Regions from separate parts of the Zea mays genome. Here regions 1 and 3 are each linked to region 2. A link is a contact called in public Hi-C data. All regions are on one chromosome and are shown on one strand. Each heading gives the region's core, a stretch centred on a gene start, on an enhancer-like site or on the middle of the called end of the contact. The rest is flanking DNA. Distances are from core to core; before and after follow the strand shown.

Region 1 (3,285 bases), core at 416-2,915, 300 kb after region 2:
TTTAAGAGTGTTTCACTTGCACATAGACTTTAGCTTCTATAATACAATTAATTTGTGTTAGTTTACTTAATTATCTTTAATGGTTATCGAGTGGACAAACAGAATTGAATCGGTAGATCATGTAACCAATGACATGGTGAGTAATTTTTGTGCAATTTCATGAGGATGTATGAAAACAGTGTTTTTCAAGCACCCTCTGAGGAACTTCAAAAATTCATGAAACTGGCCTTACGTATTAGAGGATACCGTTGAAGCTTACCAAGGAGAGAACCTTCTCTAAATACATGGAAGAGAATGTTTTAGAGTATGTCCCTAGAGTTAGTCTTAGATCATCTTCAAGAGACTGGTCAAATGACTTGCCAAGCCAAATTGTAGCTATTTAACAGTAAAATAACTCTTTAACAGATTAGCTATCCAACTCGCTAAACTATCTAGCTCTCCAAATTGACCCCCTCTAGCTAAAATTGGCTAGCCACTTCAGCTAGCCAAACTAACTTACTTGCTAGGAAATTTGTTGGAATGAGATGTTACATATAGAGTTTAATAATCTTTATGGAGACATAAATAAAGAGTTAAATAAAGAGTAAAAATATATAGTCTCTTGAGATGCTCTTAGACATGCTAGTCTACTACTCGTCTACTCTATTCGTCTTCGTCCCAAGAAATGGGAGGGAGGGCACCTCATAGCGCATGTGGCTAAGATGTGAAACCCGCTAAGTGTGAATGGAAATGGTGAGCCACAATATAAAATGATGCGTACTCCCTCCAGTTCTAAAAGTTGTTTTGGACAAGGTGAGAGCACCTAGAGGGTGTGAATAGACGATCCTGTAAAAATCAAGACTAAACAACACAAACTTGATTTATGAAATGTTAGTGAAGTCAAAACCAAGGTGCTTTGACTAGAGAGGGAGAGAACGAGAAGAGATAACTTCTTCACTTAATTGCTCCTCACAAGATGAGTATTAAACTTAGAGCAATTATAAAGTGAGTAGAAGTAGAGAGAACCGCACAAGAATAAAGACAGGTGACACAACGATTTTTATCTCATAGTTCGGCCAACTGGAACACTTGCCTAGTCCACGTTGTGGCATCCCAACGGACGAGGATTGCACTCAACCCTTTTCAAGTGATCCAATGATCCACTTGAATACCACGGTTCTCTTTATCTCAAGTTTATCCCCTTGTGAGGAATCTCCATATTTTGGAGTCACTCACGCCTTACACAAAATGATCTCGAATGAGCACAGAAGTAAGGTGGGAATAGCAACACACACAAAAGCGAGAGTCGCAGCACTAACACGCACACAAGACGAGAACGAGCACACGAATGCAGCACAACGCAGTTACAACTCAGAAAAATGCTCAAATCTCTAACACAGTGAATCAAATACACGAATGCGAGGTCTCGGCGTCTTAGGATATTCAAGAGGTGCTTGGTATTCTACTCCATGCGTCTAGTGGTCCCTTTTATAGCCCCAAGGCAGCTAGGAGCCGTTTGAGAAAAAAAAGTGGGCAATACCAAAATACGTATAGTGTCGGTGGACGTGATTCTAAGACAGTATAAAATCCGTATTTTAAATCTAATAAAAAATTTAATGGCAAAGCTACCCACTAAAAAAATTTCAAAAAAATTATAATAGCACACAACTAATTAACCCGGGCAAATGTCGTGTACGTGTACTCCCCCGGCCCAGTTCGTCACATCTCCCCTCGGGCCTCGCCGCCTCGCCGCCTCGCACCTTTTACTGAAGGTTTGACCTCACCTGCCCCTCCTCTCCTCTCTCCGCCCCCTGCTCCTCCGAGTGACCGTACGCCGTAGCTCGACCCGGCCGATCCCCGAAACCCTAGACGCGCCGCTGGTCGCCGGAGGCCGGGCCATGGACGTCGGCGCGGAGCTGCGCGAGGCCCACCGCCTGACGGGCCACGCCGACCGCGTGTGGGCGCTCGCTTGGAACCCCGCCCCGGGCCCCGGCTCCAGCCCCGTTCTCGCCTCCTGCAGCGGCGACAAGACCGTCCGGATCTGGAAGCGCGCCCCTGACGGCGCCTGGCAGTGCTCGGTAACTAGCGCCACCCTCGTCCCTCCTCTCCCCGAAGTGTGGCTCCGTCCGTTTGGTTTAAAATTACGGGTTTGACGCGTGTCGTAGCTTAATCTCGTCGCTTGGTTCGGGGCAGGATGTGCTGGAAGACACGCACAACCGCACGGTGAGGTCCTGCGCCTGGTCCCCCAACGGGAAGCTGCTCGCCACCGCGAGCTTCGACGCCACCACGGCAGTGTGGGAGTACAACGGCGCCGACTTTGAGTGCGTCGCCACGCTGGAGTTGAGTTTGCTAAGCTTGGCAAGGATCAGGATCGGTGCCCACACCACTTGCTGTGCTTTCTGTGGATGCTGACCTCTGTGCTCTGGGCGTGCAGGGGCACGACAACGAGGTGAAGAGCGTGTCATGGAGCCCGTCTGGGTCACTGCTCGCCACATGCAGCCGGGACAAGATGGTGTGGATATGGGAGGTGCTGCCAGGGAACGAGTTCGAGTGTGTCTCGGTGCTGCCGGGCCACACGCAGGACGTCAAGATGGTGCAGTGGCACCCAATTCTTGACATTTTGGTCTCCGTCAGCTATGATAATTCCATCAGGGTATGAACCTGTCCAACTCTGAACAGATGCGTCCATTGTGCAATTGCGTTCGCTTATCCTATGTATCATGTTCAAATTCTTCCATGCGCAAGTTGCTTTGCTATTTTGGGTTGCTATTACTTGGCTGCCGGAACAAAGAAGGGTGGAGCCTCTAAATTCTGCTGCTATTAAATTGGTTCATATGGCAGCTTGTATAATGCAGGTCTGGGCTGGTGATGGAGACGATGAGTGGCACTGTGTGCAGACACTAACTGAAGCCAATAACTGGTAAAGTGCTCCTTTCCTCTTGCCGGCCCTTCTGACTTTGTGAGCCATCATTATGGATTCCATGTGAACCATATGATAACAATTTGCTTGTATGATTTTGCAGTTAACTTAGGATTGTTTTCCATATGGTTCCTTATTGAGATCGATTTTCTGCTGCCCTTTTTATACTAAATATAAAATAGAGAAGGACTACATAATTTTATGATTGTATTCATTGTTCATGACAGTTGGGTACTGAATTAATGTTCTCTGACTTATAACAGAACACAATTTTTTTGTTCTAGTTTCAGTGTTTTATCACTTGCACTATTGCATTGTTTGATAGGTTGCATTTTTCTTAATTCCAGTGGTCATTCATCAACAGTATGGGCATTATCCTTTAACCT
Region 2 (3,498 bases), core at 169-2,668:
TTTTTGTATTTGACCTGTGAAGGCGTTCAGATGAAAAGTTGGCTGATGAACTGTTCAGTTCAGGTATGCAGCCAGCATTCACTGGCATGCCGCCGCCTCATCGTGCTCCTCAAAACTTGTGGCCCCGAGAATATTTATAGTTATATATATGCCTGTATATTCCAAGTATGTTGCGGGTGCGCCTGGTTGGGAGGAGGAAGACCGTGACGGAAACGAGTGTCAGCAGAGTGATCAGCCCGAGGAAAAACGGGGAATGGGCTGGATGAGAACGAAGACGGCGTTGTCAGGCTACCAAATGAAATGAACAGTTAGGGTGTTTAATGTAGAGGATGTTTGAGGTGTCTAAGATCTTATTTGATTACTCATATTACACATGGATGGAATAGAATTGAAAAAAATTAAGAAAAAGTTTGACTTACTTAGAATTTAAATCACTCAATCCATATGAATTAAGAGCTAACCAAACAAAAGTGAGTGTTTCAAAAAAAAAATTATGGAGCCGTCTCTCGTCTCTCCCTGTGCCTCCGTACATTACAGACATTTACCAACAATTCCAGTTCAAATAAATTACTGCTCATTGCTAAAATTTTAAATAAAAGCACAATCGTCAATCACTAGCTCATTGCTACTACACAACTTTAACAAATTGAACAACACTCGCCACTCGGCCGGCTCGTTGTCTAGCAGTTCTTGTCGGGCTTGTCGAGCTTGCATTTGACCTTCTGGAAGACGACGGCTGGCGTCCCCGGCGGCGCGAGCTGCAGCTTCAGCGGGCACGTCGCGGCCAGCTTGCACTTGGTGACGTGCGCCTTGTACCTCACCTCGCCGGCGAGCGCCACCTCCACCTGGAACAGCCCCGTTGCGTTCTCCTTCCCGAATTCGGCGACGCCGGCGTTCCCCAGCGCCACGTACGCGCCTTCCGCGCCGGAGTCGAGGTGGTACACCCGGGTCTTGCCCGCGGGGTGGACGTCCCCCTTGTCGGCGAGTTCGATGCGGTCGAACCGCTGGCCGTCGAAGCTGTAGTCGGCCTCCAGCGGCTTGGTGTTCTTGATGCTCATGGCCCAGTTCCGGTTGCGGACGGTGAGCGTGAGGGAGAGGTTGTAGGCGAACGCGGTGGCCGGGGTGGTCACGAGGGCGAACCTGGTCAGCGAGGCGGCCTCGACGGCGACCTCCACGTGGCGGATGAACCCGTAGGCGGCGAGGAGCACGACGAAGAGGACGACGGCGGCGACCACGAGGAAGCAGATGCAGATGCTGAAGATGGTCTCGCGCGTGTCGTAGGAGATGCAGGGGCAGCACCGGTCGCAGAAGGCGTCGTAGCAGCCGCAGCAACAGCAGTCGTCGAAGCACATGGCGTAGCAAATCTTGGGCTCCGATGGCGATGCAGGGAGAAGGTATCCGCCGGCGCCGCGGAATGGATGGGGAACTACAGTTTGGTTGGTAATTTCAGTCCTGCTCCGACAATAAAAAAAAACTGTGTTTCGTACTGCCTCCGCACTGACTTGCTGTTGCTGGTTGGCTACATATGCTGTTGTTGTTGACCTTTTATTTTTTCTTCTATTGTGGCGAGCAAAATGCTAGCCGGCAAGACAAGGATCTCAGCTCCAGCGACAAAATCGAACGCCTGAGAATTGTGCATGGCACAACCAAACAAGCCTATGTGAGTCAATTGAGAGGCGCCAGATGCAACATCTACGATGAATATTCCTAAATTAGAACAGCTCCGTTCAACTTAGACTCTATTTGACATGGCTCAAACTCCAAACTCCAGCCTGGATTTGAGTTTAGCCATCCAAACGCTCCAACTCCACAATTTTTTGAAGCAGCCTAACTACATGAAGTTGATAGAGCTCTAGTTCATTTTCATGCTAGAGTTTGTAGCACCTTTTTTCCAACTCCAAAACACTGGAATATGGACATAGATATGGAGTTCTATGTTATTTACTACCAATGCCATCCATTACAAAAAAAATGTTTAGATTTTTTTTTCCAAAACCCTATCCTCCATCACGCGCACAACTGCCGGGGATGTTTCTTCCTTCTCACCAGTTGATCTCGTCGAGCCCTCGTTGTTCTTCTCTCCTCCTCCTGCATTCCAAAACCCTAAACTTGTCTTTTTTATCAAACCCCTCTTGATTGCAAAGAGGAGCTCTCTTATTGCAAAACTATTCCCTTATGAGAGAGATCTTTCTTATAAGAAAAGGGAGAGTTTTTGGTATTTGATCAAAACTAGTCTCTAAAAATGGTTTGAGTGGCAAAGCTAAAGAGTTTTGACTTAGAAGTGAGAAAAATGAGTTTGATTGCAAAATTCAAAATGAGTGGTGGCAAAATGATCCAAATATCCTAAATCCTATACTTATTAAATTGGTTTCTAATTTGAGTTCAATTTGCAAAAGTTGACTCATATCTGGTCAAGTTAGTAGTTTTTAGTTGCTTTAAGTGTGTTGGCATAAGTTACCAAAAATTGGGAGATTGAAAGGGAAATGTGTCCTTTGGCCATTTCTAGTTGTTTTGGTGATTAACTGCCCAACACACCACTTTGGACTAACACTATTTGGATGAGCATAAGCACAGGTGTAGAAGAAAGCAAATTGAAGATATCAAGTCCAAAAGAGCTCTAACATGGACCCAACATGAACTTTGTGTAAAGTGGCATAAGTGTGAGGTTTACACTTTTAAATATGTTGCATAGATTCTTTATAATGTTTCTAGTATTTGTGATTGGGCACTAACACACTTTGTAGAGAAATGCACTTTTTGGGCTTGAGTTTGCACATATTGCAAATCTCGGTGAAAAGATGTGAAAAAGGTTTGATTCTATCACTTAGTCAATTGTTTTAGTTTCTAAGTATGTTTATCTAAGTTCTAGGGATCATCTCAAGTCAAGCGAAAAGAAGCCAAAGGAGTTTGACACAAAAGAGGAGAAAGTGGGCTAGTCTGGGCAGCACCGGATAGTCCAGCGGTTGTATGACCGAGCTATCTAGCCTCAGCCTTGGCTGGGCCTCGTCGGCTAAAATTCACCGGACAGTCCAGTGTGTGGGAGGCCAACGGGTATTCGTCCATGTTAGTAGGCTCCAACAGCTAGGTGGGTCACCGGACAGTCCGGTGCCCACCCGAGAAGGAAAGCAGCCAATCAGCGATTTTGTGGACGTTGCACAAGAGCTATCCAGTGTGCACTGGACAGTCCGGTGCACCCACAAACAAAACAAGGGTGGCAGCTTCCAAATGAAGCTCCAACGACTCCTAGGCCCCTTGGGGCTATAAAAGGACCCTCTAGGGCCACAGAGCAGAATACCAAGTATCATAAGAGTCTAAACTCCGACAATCCGTGAACACGCTGTTCTAGTGTTTGAGAGAGATTTGTGCGTGTTTCTGAGCTGACAGTCTTTGTATTCTTGTGCTCTCTTCTTTGCATTTGTGCGTGTTGTTGCTACGTTATGCTCTTGTGTGCGTGTTCTTAGTCCCCCTTACTTCGGTTTTGATTGTGATCATCTTATG
Region 3 (3,407 bases), core at 237-2,736, 470 kb after region 2:
CAGTGTTTGCCAAGCATGTTTTATAAATAGGTACCTTCGAATTCAGGATTAAAGACATATACGATGAGAATGACATGATCGTGACGAAGGTTGTCGTTACTTCGAAGCTATGCACAAAGGAGCTTCGGCTCAATCACGGGAAAAGGAATCGACTTAAAGGGGAAAAGGCTATCCAGTCCTCATAGATTTTTCTATAAGCCAATAGTAAATGTAAAGGGCATGACTGTAATTTCTCATAGGCTATGTCCTGTGCCTATAAATAGGTGAACAGTACCCACATACTGTTCACGCTGACTTGTGCTTGATTTTGCATCACGCTTGTACTTTCTTGCCTTCTATCAAGTCGAAGGTACTTTTGTAATTTAATATTGTATTCGCCTTTCCATGATCATATAATAAGAATAAATTGATAATGTTATATGATTGTTTATGTTGTTTCTTACATGTCATATGCTTCTTCTTTTTATTTAACATATACTGCGATGATGAAGGTATGTCCTTCATGACCTTCGTCTGAAGATCATTATATCCTAAGGGAAATAATGCATCGAAGGATGAAGGGCATTAACATTTAACATCTTGTGCTGCCTTGTTCTTAATTCATAGCATTTGAGAACAAGTCCCCAACAGAAACATACATTCTTTTGATTTGCACTTCTTTCTTCATTTAGCACTTAAGAACTCAATTAAATGTGTTATACACTTAATCACCAAAACATAATAGAAATTGCTCAAAGGCACATTTCCCTTTCACTAGGGTTCCCTGCCTGATGGGCCGGACGGTCCGCGCGTGCGCAGGGGCAGCGGAGTTCGCCAACGGTGCCTGAATCTCGCTCCCGAGAGGGACCCCGTCGGGGAGGAGAGATTCTAGATGATGCCTAGGATCGACAGACCACCCTAAACACCTCTAATCGACGTAGAAGCGAAGAGAAGCGAAGAATTTAGAGATTGAGAGGCTAAACTAGAACTAAACTAGAACTACTCCTAATGCATAAGGTAAAAAACGAGAGATGAACTGATTATTGATTCGATTGATGATTATTAATCGACCGTATTCCTCTATATTTATAGAGGAGGGGGTTGGACCCATTACAAACCAATCTCCCGAGTTAATCCCGCGAATCTAGCTAACAACCGTAGCAAAAACTCGGAACCCTAATTAGTTCTACGCGCGAGGACGGTCCGCACCACCAGTGCGGACCGTGCGATCACCCTTTTGGCGCTCAACACGCATATGCAGTTCCAGTTTTACAAACTCATAATAAGCATATTTATGTATAATTAAAGGACATTTGCTAGCATCAACATAATATACAAAAAAAACACTTGCTATCTGCTAGTCCTTGCGCCGAAAAACAAGACGCCGCGCCAAAAAAAGCTGAGCAGTACGTGCTTTTGTTGGGCCGCAACGGTTGCAATTGCAAGCCCAGCTCCATTGCGTGGGAGATGAGTCGTTAGTTTATCATCGTTGGATTTGGGACAAACGGAGCAGATGAGGAACTGTAGAGTAGGTCATTTCGGCCAACTTCAGAGGATCTGATTCCATGCTTGCTAGTATCTCCCAAATGGGCAAGCCGCCTTGATTCTCAGCTAGGGTTTTTCTTTTATCAATCCCTCTCTATGGCGGCGGCGGCGCTGTGGGCACCGGCGGCTCGCCGCCAGGTCCTCGTCGCACCCACCCTTCTCCGCATCCGGCGTTACCTCTCCACAAAACCACCCCCACCGCACCACCCCAACACTCTCGCCACCGAGCTTCTCCGCCTCCTCTCCGCCGCACCCTCCTGGACGCCCGACCTTGCCGGCGCCGTCTCTTCCTCCCTTTCCACTGCCTCCGCCTCCGCCGGCGATGCCGTTATAACCGTCCTACGGTCCCTCAAGAACCCCTCTCTCGCCGCTCCCTTCTTCCTTGCCTCCTCCTCCGCCTCCCCGCACCCGCTCCCCGCCGACGCATACAACGCCGTCCTCCCGTTCCTCTTCCACGACCTCGCAGCCATGGAAGAAGTTCTCGAGGAAATGAGCGTCCTTGGGTACGGCGTTCCCAACCCCACCTGCGCCGACCTTGTCGCGGCACTAGTGCGCACCCACCGCCTTGACGACGCCGAGCGCATGATTGGGACAATGAGGCGGCTCAAGTTCCGCCCAGCGTTCTCGGCGTACACCGTGCTGATCGGCGCAATGGCGGAGGCCAGGCGGCCTGAACGCGCGCTGGAACTGCTGCGGCAGATGCAGGAAGTCGGGTACGAGGTGGGCGTGCCGCTGTTCACGACGCTGGTGCGGGCTTTGGCCCGTGAGGGGCGCGTTGAGGGAGCCCTGGCACTAGTGGACGAGGTGAAGGGGAACTGCCTCGAGCCTGACATTGTGCTGTACAATGTGTGTATTGATTGTTTCGGGAAGGCTGGGAATGTGGACATGGCCTGGAAGTTCTTCCATGAGTTGAAGTCGCAAGGGTTCAAGCCAGATGATGTATCGTACACGAGCATGATTTGGGTGTTGTGCAAGGCAGGGAAGCTAAGTGAGGCTGAGGAGCTGTTTGGTCAGATGGAGACAGAAAGAGCTGTGCCTTGTGCGTATGCGTATAATACAATGATCATGGGTTATGGGTCAGCAGGCCAGTTTGAGAATGCCTATAAGCTTCTTGATCAGTTAAAGGATAGGGGTTGTATTCCATCTGTTGTGTCATTTAATTCGATTCTCACTTGCCTTGGGAAGAAGTGTGAAGTTGATCAAGCACTGATCTTGTTTGAGGCAATGAAAAAGGATGCAGAGCCAAATTCCTCTACATATAACATCATCATTGGTATGCTTTGCATGGCTGGAAGGGTTGAGGAGGCCTATGTGATACGGGATGAGATGGAACGTGTTGGTTTGTTCCCTAACTTGTTGACAGTGAATATAATGGTTGATAGGCTCTGCAAAGCAAAGAAGTTTGAGGAGGCCTATGAGATGTTTGAAACTGCAAGTCAGAGAGGTTGCAATCCTAATTCTGTGACTTATTGTTCTCTTATTGATGGATTAGGAAAGAAAGGAAATGTTGATGATGCTTATAGGTTATTTGAAAACATGCTAGATACAGGCCACAATGCTAATCCTGTTGTTTATACATCCTTGATAAGGAATTTCTTCATGCATGGGAGGAAGGAAGATGGACACAAAATCTTCAAAGAGATGAATCGTCGAGGATGCCAGCCTGATCTTACTCTACTGAATACATACATGGATTGTGTTTTCAAAGCTGGTGACGTTGAAAAGGGAAGGGCAATATTTGAGGATATCAAAGGTTATGGTTTCCTTCCGGATGTACGAAGTTATTCCATTTTGATTCATGGTCTCACAAAAGCTGGCCAAGCTAGGGAAACTTCCAGCATTTTCCATGCCATGAAGCAGCGAGGTTTTGCTCTTGATGCTCG

The links. Hi-C and Micro-C count contacts between places; a contact is called where the count stands out from the background.
Region 1: a contact with region 2 is called in a Hi-C map of leaf, with 6 times the contacts expected there. The contact joins the promoter of LOC103632169 here to the promoter of LOC100502157 in region 2. A contact is called at or near these places in 4 of 25 Hi-C or Micro-C datasets (ear, leaf and tassel).
Region 3: a contact with region 2 is called in a Hi-C map of tassel, with 4 times the contacts expected there. The contact joins the promoter of LOC103633782 here to the promoter of LOC100502157 in region 2. A contact is called at or near these places in 3 of 25 Hi-C or Micro-C datasets (ear, leaf and tassel).

What each region holds. Positions count from the first base shown.
Region 1 is chr7:26,440,647-26,443,931 of Zm-B73-REFERENCE-NAM-5.0, reverse strand. LOC103632169 (protein CIA1) reads left to right here and starts at 1,665. Exons shown (of 10, transcript XM_020541778.3): 1 at 1,665-2,057; 2 at 2,173-2,319; 3 at 2,414-2,632; 4 at 2,835-2,899; 5 at 3,247-3,285. The coding sequence starts at 1,878.
Region 2 is chr7:26,736,228-26,739,725 of Zm-B73-REFERENCE-NAM-5.0, reverse strand. LOC100502157 reads right to left here and starts at 1,418. Exons shown (of 1, transcript NM_001196635.1): 1 at 429-1,418. The coding sequence starts at 1,352. The coding sequence ends at 681.
Region 3 is chr7:26,264,872-26,268,278 of Zm-B73-REFERENCE-NAM-5.0, reverse strand. It overlaps LOC103633782 (pentatricopeptide repeat-containing protein At3g06920), which reads left to right and starts at 1,486. Exons shown (of 2, transcript XM_020541033.2): 1 at 1,486-3,407. The coding sequence starts at 1,621.